3 separate regions of the Zea mays genome follow, and all the other regions are linked to region 2. A link is a contact called in public Hi-C data. All regions are on one chromosome and are shown on one strand. The core of a region is the stretch at or near the end of the contact, and the rest is flanking DNA. Distances in the headings are between cores, read along the strand shown. Region 1 holds the start of LOC100217007 (Retinol dehydrogenase 14). Region 2 holds the start of LOC103632383. Region 3 holds the start of LOC100279462 (Calcium-dependent lipid-binding (CaLB domain) family protein).

What was found. A called contact is a pair of places that touch in the nucleus more often than the background predicts.
Region 1: a contact with region 2 is called in a Hi-C map of leaf mesophyll, with 4 times the contacts expected there. The contact joins the promoter of LOC100217007 here to the promoter of LOC103632383 in region 2. A contact is called at or near these places in 3 of 25 Hi-C or Micro-C datasets (bundle sheath, ear and leaf mesophyll).
Region 3: a Hi-C map of bundle sheath shows a contact between it and region 2, with 4 times the contacts expected there. The contact joins the promoter of LOC100279462 here to the promoter of LOC103632383 in region 2. A contact is called at or near these places in 2 of 25 Hi-C or Micro-C datasets (bundle sheath and ear).

The regions. Positions count from the first base shown.
Region 1 is chr7:56,022,773-56,026,655 of Zm-B73-REFERENCE-NAM-5.0, forward strand. It overlaps LOC100217007 (Retinol dehydrogenase 14), which reads right to left and starts at 1,407. Exons shown (of 8, transcript NM_001143383.1): 1 at 1,130-1,407; 2 at 820-1,051; 3 at 432-511; 4 at 67-220. The coding sequence starts at 1,244.
Region 2 is chr7:55,066,997-55,070,647 of Zm-B73-REFERENCE-NAM-5.0, forward strand. LOC103632383 reads right to left here and starts at 1,690. Exons shown (of 2, transcript XM_008654221.2): 1 at 41-1,690. The coding sequence starts at 1,253. The coding sequence ends at 258.
Region 3 is chr7:55,717,010-55,720,858 of Zm-B73-REFERENCE-NAM-5.0, forward strand. It overlaps LOC100279462 (Calcium-dependent lipid-binding (CaLB domain) family protein), which reads left to right and starts at 2,012. Exons shown (of 1, transcript NM_001152467.2): 1 at 2,012-3,378. The coding sequence starts at 2,171. The coding sequence ends at 3,145.

The DNA.
Region 1 (3,883 bases), core at 157-2,656, 960 kb after region 2:
CTAGGTTTTCTTCAAAACAAAGTAAATTAGACCGTAGAACATAATCACAGCACAGCAATTACATACACTGATTCATCGTTGATCTTGTCAAAACGGATTCCTTCCCGATATGCAAGTCTGTGCCCCTCTGATGACACGTTGACAATTCTTCCTTCCAAATTTGATTCATGAGAGGTCCTCTTCATGGTATCCAATAGAAGGTGTGTGAGCAGGAAATGCCCTGAAAATTATGAAATTAGAACCACAGTTTAGTAAAATTGTGTCTAAACACCATGATAAATGAAAACTTCTGAATAACGGTCAGGTAAAAAACTCCAGCTTGAGTTAGAGCGCTAGACTTGCACGTGCTATACAATGCTATATGATTTGAAGTAGGAAATCTCCATACACACAACAGTTTAAACAAGCAGTGAAGTATACTGAATGCGTACCAACATGATTAGTTGCAAACTGCATCTCAATTCCATCCTTTGAAAGCGCAAAAGGTATTGCCATTACTCCTGCATTGTTGCTGCCAGCAAGAGGGCCAAGTAATCAATTAAATGCCATAAGATATATTGAAGCTACACTTTGAACAAATGTCAAGAGAACCAGCATTGAATTAGCAGACCTATCAATATATAGTCAGATTATTAGAACAGGCACAAGAGAATCTCAAACACAAGAATCACACAAAGTTAAATAAATTCTACCATTAACATCTTGTAATTTGGAACCGAGTACGAGCTGTTTCTCCTGACTGAATTAGTGATTCGTTAGGAGTCATAATTCATCCCAGGTAGCAAAGCAGGCAACAATTAATATAAACATAATACATACATAAGGATGTTGAGGGGGAGACCCCTGTCGATGAATTGGGACGCGAAAGCGCGGACAGAGGCCATGGACGAGAGGTCGAGCTCCATGACGTCGAGCTTGGCCCCCGGCGCCTGGGCGAGGACGGCGTCCTTGACGGCCTGGGCAGCGGGAAGGCTCCTGACGGCCATGATGACGTGGGCCCCGCGCAGCGCCAGCGTTCGCGCCGTCTCCGCGCCGATGCCGCTGGACGCCCCTGGATGGGATTGGGCTGGATTACTAATAATAAATACTATGAAGAAGGAAGAAGAAATGTTGGGGAATAAGTACGGACCAGTGACGATGGCGGTGAGGCCGGCGGCGGAGATGCCCTGCGTGACTTGGTCGGCGGTGGAACTCCAGGAGAAGCCGGAGGGGCCCCGGCGGCCCAGAAGCCACGAGGTCATCATTTTCCCTCTCCTTCTCAAATGGCAAAACTCGAGCTTGCCTGACTGCCTAGCAGCAAATCCAGTCAACTTACCGGCGCCCTGGCGAAGCTTCCTGGAAACCCCCTACTCTCGCCGTCTCTGACAACTTTGGAAGCCTGGAACCCGAAGAGGGAGAGGGTGGGCGTGACGAGGCCGTGAGCCGACGATTCGTGTGCCCGTGTTCATATGTAAAAAAACAAACCTTCTACTGTAGACATGATATGTAGTCTACCCTGTCTAGGAATGAAAACCGATAAAAAAACGCATCTCCCGTTTTCGTCCCCACATTTTATCACCGAAAACAGGATAGGTCCAGAATAATCGAGAACGAAAACGGTAGTGAGATAAATGGGTGTATGAAAAAGAACGAAAGCGGAAATATTAAACGGAAACTCGTAATTTAATACATACACGTACAATATTGATGACTGACTAGCATGACAATTATATGAAACAAATAGATATAGAGAGACAACATTTTATTGTTGTTTGCTTGCCAATAGTATATATAGCTACGATCGATGTCGTTTGAGCTTTTAAACCACTTGCCATTAAGGAGAGCCGGTGGCTAGAATGACCACTTATGTTATAATATATCACTTAAGAATATGATAATTTAGTTTGTGCACTAATGTATATTGGGGTCATCCCGGATTTCTTAAATACGGGATAAATATGGGTTAAATTTGAAAAATGGGATCCCACGAAAACGGACGAAATAGACTCTCCTGTTTCCAGATTTTTCCGAAAATACGAAAATGGACGAGTTAAATGTGAAAAACGGTACAGATTAGGACTGGATTTTTTCGTCCGTTTTCAACCCTAATCCTGGAGGCTGTCACGATTAAAAAATAAAGCAAAGGCTAATAAAGTAGCTCGAGGCTTTATGTATTTACCACGTCACAAAGAGTCAACAATAAAATGAACACATATGATAATCTGGCTCTTAAGTACTCCCTCTGTCGCAATTTATCATTCGTTTGACATTTTCAAGTTTGACCGGCTCGTCTTATTCAATTTTTTACGTAAAAATAAAAAAATCAAAGCCACACTTAAAGTATATTAGTCAAAATTAATCAAATTTGGTATAAAAAGGTCAAACGAATTATAAATTGAAACGGATGGAGTAGACTATGTTAGTCTCAGTGAAACTAAAAATGTTTAATGCTGATATTGGAGGGCTATTTGGTTCCCTAGCGAAGGCCATCTCCAACGGTTCCCGAACCGTCTCTCTCCCCCTCATAAATGGGCACTATAGCTCCCCGAAAGCATCCAATTGTTCACACCATTTTCTCCCCCTCCCTCCGTGAGCTACGTAAACGCCTCGTATGTGAGGTGACCCTATGCTCCCATCGCAGTCGAGTCGGTGCTCTTCTCGCCAACATAAAGTTCCTCTCGTGACGCACGTTCGCTAGCCCTGGCTTCTTCCACATACATTGACGCTTCGGTGCGATGCCGAGCAGCATTGAAGAACCCTATGTCCGTGGAGGTGCCTTCGCCCGACGGTGGTCCGACAGTTCAAATAGAGACGACCGACGAGGCACAACGAGTAGATCTAGTGGAGTGAAGTGGATCCAGAGCTTCCACACCGTATAGCCGTCAAGTTCGACCTCTGAGGCGTCCACGGGCTTCCTCACTAGCGCAGCCTGCCCCGCATTCGACCAGGTCCTTTCAGACTTCGTGAGGCTAGCCACATTCCTCATCCTCGATCGATCAGTTCCGTTGCGCACATCGTCAGCGACATAGATATGGTCATCCTGATTGATATACTTCCCCTTTTCTATACTGAGTTGGAGGAGTTACCCATAGGTTGGAGATGAGGTGAAATAGGGGGATGAATGAAATAGGAGGAGATATTTAAATATGCTGGAAAAGTATTATCGGGTACCTAGGAACGGAGTACCAAAAGTAAGGCCCATGAAACCTTCTTGCTGACCAAAGTCTCCCCCACTGAGCAAGTTCACAAGGTAAGGCGACCGATCAGGTCCCTGCCGAACAGGATCGCGAGGCAGAGCGACTGACCAGGTCCCTGTCAAGCAAAGCTGCGAGTCGGATCGACCAACCAGGTCCTTGCTGAGCACGTCCGCGAGGCAGAGCGAACCATCAGTGTGGCAGAACCTCCCAAGTTATTGGGCCCACATGCACCTGTCCTTGTCTCAAAGACCTCAGACGACTATGCATGTGCACTAAATAACTTAACAGGATCCGTCCGAGTGTCCACCACGCAGCGAGTGCGAGCGGTTGTCCGCCTGGTGTAAAAATTCTGGCGCTTCGCCTTCTTACCTGCAGCACTATATAAACAGACGAGTAGGTGTGAAGTTACCACAGCATTCATTGCTATTTGTACTGTTTTGCTGCCAAAATTTTTAACCGTCACCGAAGCTTGTCTGTCAGAGTCGAACGAAGCTCCAGTTTGAAACCTGCTTCGGAGGAAGAAAGTATTAACGTTCCACAAGTTCATAATTGAATGGCCAGAGTGCGTTCTACTGCCAGGGTTGAGCGTGAGGGGGACGAAACTGAAGCTTCGGAGACTGTTCCCATCTCCGAAGCTATGCAACGATCCGGGCTGGTGACTTCGGAAAAGATCCCTCATGATGATGCAGGACAAGCAGAACAAGCAA
Region 2 (3,651 bases), core at 440-2,939:
CAACTACGCCCAATAATCACAAAATAATAAATTGGCTCACCATGATCGAATCGATTTGATAACCGTGAGGGCGACGACGGTTCTCAGTTTAGACATCCGGTCGAGCTCTTGGCAAATGTTGCATCACATGGGATTTGTTGCTTTATTCAAACTCTCAGGATTTTTCCATGATGCAAAGGATGTCGACGAGTTGGAGACTTGTAAGGTCGAGCACGAAAAAGAGCGAGACCCTGCGTTGCGTCAACGGCAGCGCGACTCTAGCGAGACCCTGTGTCCTCACGGGTCGACAGCATGGACGAGCGGACACGACACGGAGGTGCGAGTCCGCCAAGGACGCGAACTTGAAGGGCGGCGCTTAGAATGAAACCTTGCTGAGCGAAGAACGACGACCTGCAAGGCGAAGCCTGACGACGAGGTCGACCAGGGGATAGAGAGCGCGAGCGCACGCAACAGCGATGATAGTCGAATTGGTAATAGAACGTTGGTGAATTTGGCCGACGCGACCATGAACGCGTGCTGGCGTGGACAAGACAATAGTGGCTAACGAGCTTGCGACGGCGCCACAGATCGGAGGCAGAGAAGATGGCCAGGACGGAGCACAGATCGGCGCGACGGAAACGAAAACCAGGCGCAGGGACGCGCACCATTTCTCTGGGCGCGACGGTGGCCTGGGCAGAACCATCCACGGCCAGAAGGCATGCATAGCCACCATGGCCGGCCAAGCGAGCAGAAAACCACGGCGCCGGAGGAGCAAGGCGAGCAGGGAGATCCAGGCTGGGAAAAAATGGAGGCTGGGCGGGCTCTACAGGGGCAAACACGCCGAACAGAGGGCAAAGCTGAGATGGGGCATACAGCCATGGGAGGTCAGGGGCGAGTGTAGGGAGCTTCGACGGTTGGGAGCGCAGGGGAAAGAACCAGGGACACAAGGAGGATGGAGGAGCACGCGTGGGAGGAGCCGTTCGGCTGGACGCGGTTCGAACAGCCGAACGCCTGGGAGGGAGAAGATCCAGGCGCGCGCAGGGAAGCTCTGGGCTGGCTAGCGCGCGTGAGACAGGAACGAAGGGCGCGCGGCACGCAGGAGAACTGAGCAGGGAGGAGCACACGCAGAGGGCGGGGCCGAGCTGGAGGGAGATCTGGCCAGGCACGGCCGGCGCTGGGAACTTGAGGAGCATGCAGGGAATTTCATGGCGGGGACCAAGGGCGCGGTTGTGGGAAGAAGAAGTGCTCGGCTGGGAGAAACGCCGGGGCGCCATGGGAGCACGGAGGAGATTCGACGAGCAGACTGAGCGAGCACCAGGAAGTTCCGAGCTATGGCAACGGACAGAGGGAGCGCTGGGCGCGCGGCTCAATCCGAGCTAGGCGAGCAGGGAACTAGAGACGCGCTTTGGGAGTAGGGCGAGCTCATAGCAGAGGAACTTGACGGCCAGGGAGCAGACGCGCGCGCAGGGAAGAACGGCTGGGCGCGGTGAGCTCTAGGGAGCAGTGCGCGCAGCAGGGAAGAAGAAAACCGTGCTGGAGCAGAGACCGAGCTCCTGCAGCACGTAGGAAATGGAGAATTGGAGATAGGCGCTCTGTATAGCAGAAGAAGCAACAGAGGAGGCACGACGGCTATGGAGCTTGGGCTAGTGGCTGTTGCAAAGATGAGGAAGACGGCTGCTGCATTCTAGGATAAGAAGCAGGAGGTAAGCGGGGGTGGGGAAAAATCTTCCACGGATGAAGATTACGGAGGGAGAGAGAGCGGTGAATAGTGGGAGAAAGAAAAATCTCCAGCCAAGGGCGGCCGTAGGAGATAGGTACGTGAGATTTTTTTTATTTTTTTTTCTCATTCAAACTCCCATATTTGCAAAAACAAAAAGTTGATATTTTGATACTATCAGATCCGGGTCTCAAAGATATAATCAGAGATCGAACAAAAAAAATGAGACTGACAACAATAATTGTACAGGGTTATGATTTAGTGAATACTTCGGAGTCAGATGAATTTGCACCCGATATTTATATCCGAAGTTTTGGATCGGAGCGAGAAATGATAGACCAAAATAAACTAGTTTTGGCATCGATAATTTGCTCTGTGATTTGACTAAAATTAGCCGGAACCATATCTGCGAATGTATACGCGATTTCGTCGCCAACACAACGTGCTGAAGGATAAATTGGATCGTGTAACACCCTGAATTTAAAGGTATAAAATTTATTTTCTAATATTCACCAAATTCAGGTGTTAGCCTCTCTTTTCCTTGCTTTTATTTTCTTTTTTCTAAATAGAAGAGTTATTTTTTATATATATGTGTAAGCCTAGTAAAATAAAATCTTAGAGGGACTTTGATTGTTGCATTCATGCTGATGCATAGTATTTATGAGTGCAAAATATTATCACAACAGATTAAAATATCTCGAGGATGTTCCTAAGAGTTTTTGGAATCTTCGGAACGTTTCTTCGAGTATTAAATATGAATTTTAGTTTTTCTAATATTAATTAAACTGTCGAAAATTTAGTATTTGCGAAAACTATAAAATTTTGGATACTCGATAACATATGTATATATATTTTCCTCTCGTCGAGCCTGTTCTAGATCTCGTGCCCTTTTTCGTGAGATCACTGAACCGCTTCTCGCGAACGGCATGCTGTTCGCGTCGGCTATCCTCGTCTAACCCCGTCTACCTCTGATCGCGTGCATTCGTTGTTGTTGCAATGGCCATTTGTTTCACACATGTGTGCGACACGAACGCAGTCGCAACCAACTCGTTTCACGTTGCCTCGTCGCGCAATGGTCTCCGCAACTGTCTGACCCCATCCATCCTCTCTATATAGGCGTAGATTTTTTCCCGTCGCCAAAACCCCTTCCCCTAGCCCACTCCGCACGCTCACCTCCCCGGCCCAGCACCGCACCCCTGTGCCAGTGGCCCACCGAGCGCGCACGCAGCCCAGCAGCCGCGCTGCACTGCACGCAGGTGCGCATCCACCGTGAAATCCCCACAGCTCCGCACACCGTATCTGCGCCGCAGCTTCTGTCGCTCACGCCCGCGCGGAGCTCCCTTCCTCAACCGCCTATTCCCCCACGCCGCCCTCAAAATCGGGAGGATCCATAGCACGCCGTAGTTCCTCTCAAACAGGCCCGATGCCCTCCTCCCCACTCCTCCCTCTCGCCCAACCGGAGTTCGCAACGTCGTTCATGCTGGACCTGCCCCTTCGCTCGTTCATGGTGAGCTCGCCCCTTCCTCTCTCAATCCCTCTCCTCGCCTCTTGCCGTACTCGACATGGCGCTAACTCGACGTACCCGGAGCCCGGCCGAACCAGCCGAACCCAGCCCCTCCCCAGGCGAAGCCCGGCGCCCCGGCACGGTGGCCAGCGGCGTGGCCGGCTAGCCGCCCCTACTCCCTGGCGCGCGCACCTCGTCCTCGCTTGTGCCCAAGGCGTGCTCCCCAGCCACCCTCTCTCCTCTACTGTGCTGCTGTAGGCACAACCAACTCCATGGTTGCTGTTGTTACTCCAAGCCTGAAGCCCCACCCGACGAGGCCCCTGCCCACGACGAGCTAGCCCCTGCATGCGGCCCCCAGGGCAGCTGTCGTCGCCGTCAGCCCTATCCTCCGTTGAGCTACCACAGACAAGCCCGCCCCGCCGTGTGTGCCCCCTACGTGATCCGGTTTTTG
Region 3 (3,849 bases), core at 762-3,261, 650 kb after region 2:
CATCCATTTTAGTACCAGTTCTTAGATCGAATTGGTACTAAAAGTTACATCTTTGGTACTAGTTCTTGGTTTGAATCAGTATTAAAGATTCCTCTTTAGTATTAGGCCATGCAATGGCAATGTAAATGGTAGACTAATCTCAGTGTTGACCATTTAAACGGGTCAACTGTTTAGAGGACCGTATAGGCCCTAAACTTTACGGTGTTCCTCTGCTCACCGTTTAGACCTGTTTAAACGGTCTTCTAAAACCGTTTAGGATAACACTGAGCTATATAATCATGATTAAAGATTAGCACCAGGGATATAAATGATATAGATATTATCTACCTGTATTTGAATTTTATTTGTCTAAGAGGACTGAGATCCGATCTATATCCGAGTATTCATTATCTAATTTGTATCCGATTTATATCTGTATTCATATACTAGAAGTTGGATATTTAAGATGTTGATATTCATTTAAATCTTATCCAACACAACTCGATAATATCTGTATTCGATCTGAATTCAAGAGAGAAAAATGTGAAAACAAATATAGAAAAAGTAATATCCATTTGTATCTAATCTAATTATATTCCTAATTGGTTGATTAGTGCCGTTAGTCCTGGTTGTTCAGTACCCGCTGAGAATCCAGTAGTGTAACCGGTTCTCAACTGATACAAATGATCCTTTCTTTAGTAGTTTACCCTGGTACCATCATTACACGGCGAAAATGGCATTTCATCGCTCGTTTTACCCTCGAAAGCTAGAAATGAGTATTTTAGTGGGTGTCGTATCTAAAAAAAAATCACTGGAATCAAAATGTTTCTTGAGCAAATCCTACTATTTTTTTATGGTGGTCTACTTAATTCACTGATCTATAAAACCAGGTATTCTACTATCAAGCTACAGAAAACCGTCTGAATAACCCTCCAAGACGTCACCAAAATCACCTTAAAATTATCTCAAGCGTTATTTAGACAATTTTATTGGCTAAATAACTTTAATGTCTTGAGAGATAGAATACCTGATTTTATACGTGAAAGAGTGAAGTAGACCAAATAGCTCAGAAGGTTAAGTAGACTTTTTCTTAGAAAAAAGAGTAAATTTTCAGTGTACAATCGCTAATTTAAGCTTTAAATTATTAGAGCATCTTCAAGAGACTAGTTAAATAACTCGCTAAGTCAAATTTTAGCTACTCAATAGTAAATTAAATCTCCATCAGACTAGCTATCTAACTCGCAAGCTATCTGACTCTGTAAATTGGCTCTCTCACTAGCTAAATTTGGCTAGCCACCTGACTAGCCAAACTAAATAGATAGTCTGTTGGACTGAGATGCTATATATAAAGTGTAATCTTTATGAAAACGTAAATAGATAGTCAAATAAAGAAAAAAAATGAAGAGTCTCTTGCAGATGCTCTTACATGCTATATCATGATACAGTGTCAACTTCTGATGCCGAAATTCAAATCAGGATTCAAATCCTGTCAGTACGACGTGGGTCTGGTCTGCACAGCTTAGCTTAGCTCAGATATCGGTAATGCAGTCCATATATAGAGATATAATCCTAGCAGTAGTAATAATGAGGCGTATAATGGTCAATGTTGTACAACGGTGGAAGGAAACGAGAGAATGCATGGTGGCCCGAGGGCAAATGTCGTCACTCCTTAATAGCTAAGCAAACAAGACACCGAATTGAAACTGCAAAGTCCCCATACCAGCAAAGACCGCAGGCAGGCGTTCCGTCCCGACCCGCTTGCGCTGTGACCCATGGAGTTGTCATGGAGCGGGGTAGTTGGGTGGGTCCGGTGCGCGCCCCAATGCTACTGCTGGTGCATAATGCATTCCATTTCCTGCGGACCTCGCATCGCCGCGGTCAGTCGGGTCAAACGTGGGCGGGAGGCAACAGGCACGCGCGCACACAGCAGGCCAGGCCAGGACCAGGAAGCCGCGTGGAGATCCCGTCGATGACTCGATTCCACTGGCACACCAGTCCCCGGTCGAGCCGCCAGGGTAGGAAGGCGGGCAGACAGAACCCGGCGTCGCGTCGTCCACTCTTCCCCGACCCCGCGGCCAAGTCCCTATTTATGTACGCCGGTCCAGTTCGTGCAATCCACGCAGAAGCAAAAGTCTTTCCCTTCTATCCTTCCTCCCCCCTGATCCATCCCATTCGGCCACCAGCGACAGCGATGGGCTCACGCTACGAGGTGGAGGTCACCGTGGGCTCCGCCCGGGACCTCAAGAACGTCAACTGGCGCAACGGCGAACTCAAGCCGTACGCCGTCGTCTGGATCGACTCCGGTGCCAAGTGCTCCACCCGCGTCGACCTCGACAACGGCGAGAACCCGACGTGGGACGAGAAGCTCCTCGTCCCGCTCCCGCCCACCTCCCGCCTCGACGACGCCGTCCTCTACATCGACGTCGTCCACGCCAACGCCGCCGAGGGCGTCAAGCCTCTCGTCGGCTCCGCACGCCTTCCGCTCCGCGACGTCCTCGACGACGCCGGGATAGGGGGCAAGGCCTCGCGCAATCTCCGCCTCAAGCGCCCCTCGGGCCGCCCCCACGGCCACCTCGACGTCCGCGTAGCCGTCAAGGAGCCGTCCAGGTACTATGACCCCAATCCCTACCCGGCCCCCGCGGGCTACGCCAACGCGGGCACTCGTGACCCCTACGGCTCATCCGCGGCTGCTGGCGGCTACTACGGCTCCGGAGGAGGCTATGGCAGCGGCGGCGGTTACGGCGGCAGTGGCAGCTACGGCGCCGCGCAGCCCTACACCGCGGCGCCTCCTGCCGGGTACCCTTCCACCTATGGCTCCGCGCCGCCTCCTCAGCCGGGATACGGCGCTCCTCCTGTCGCCGCTGCTTACGGCGCTCCTCCTGTCGCCGCTGCTTACGGCGCTCCTCCCGTCGATGCTGCTACCGCTGCGTACGGAACCAGCGCCGTTGGTGCCGACGGCAAGAAGAAAAACAAGATGGGGATGGGAACGGGGCTGGCAGTCGGCGCGGCGGCCGGCGTGCTCGGAGGACTGGCGCTGGCCGGTGGGGCGAGCTACCTGGAGGACAAGTTCGAGGAGCGCGTGTCGGAGAGGGTGGAGGAGAACCTGGAGAGGGAAGATTCGTACGGGGGCGGCTACGACAACTATGGCGGCGACGACGACTACTGATCGGATCTGATCCTCAGCTCCCATCATTTGCCTGGCTGCTGCGCTTGTCTTCTACCTTCACCTTCGTTTCTTCCGGGTGTCCTAAATAAATATTTACTTGATGAACCGCAAATTAGATAATGTTCTACGTTGTGGTTTATTGCGGCGGTATTCATGCTGAGATTGTGGTTTGAGAGATCCTCGTTTGCGAGTTGAAAAAATGCCGAATGAATTAATCCCACCGCTAGGTGTGTATTGAATCGGATCATACATAGAGCTAAGTTTCGATGGATTCACGGATATTTGCTTTGATCAGTAACAAAGCAGCGGGATCTCTTCTTCGCCCGCCATTGATGCTCTACCAGTCTACCCTCACTTCCACCGTTCCGTAAAGGGTGTATCCTACCTATCCCTGATGAAGAGCAAGCGACAGTGACTTGGGAGCCACAAGTCCAATTGGATGCAGTAAGCAGCCAGATGGCGTGCTGTTTGCTTAATTCCCGTTGGCTTCAAACCTACTCCCACCATACTTCTAAAAATAAATAAGTGCTCACCCTACCTCAAAAAATAAATGACCTAAAAGAAAAAAACAAGTTTGATCGAATATAAAAATAAAATTTAAATTTGATCAAATATATTAAAAATATTAATTATCAATAAGTCAGTATTTTCAGAAAGAAAAAATTTTTAATTTTAATTAAATATGTAAAAGTATTAATGTTTAC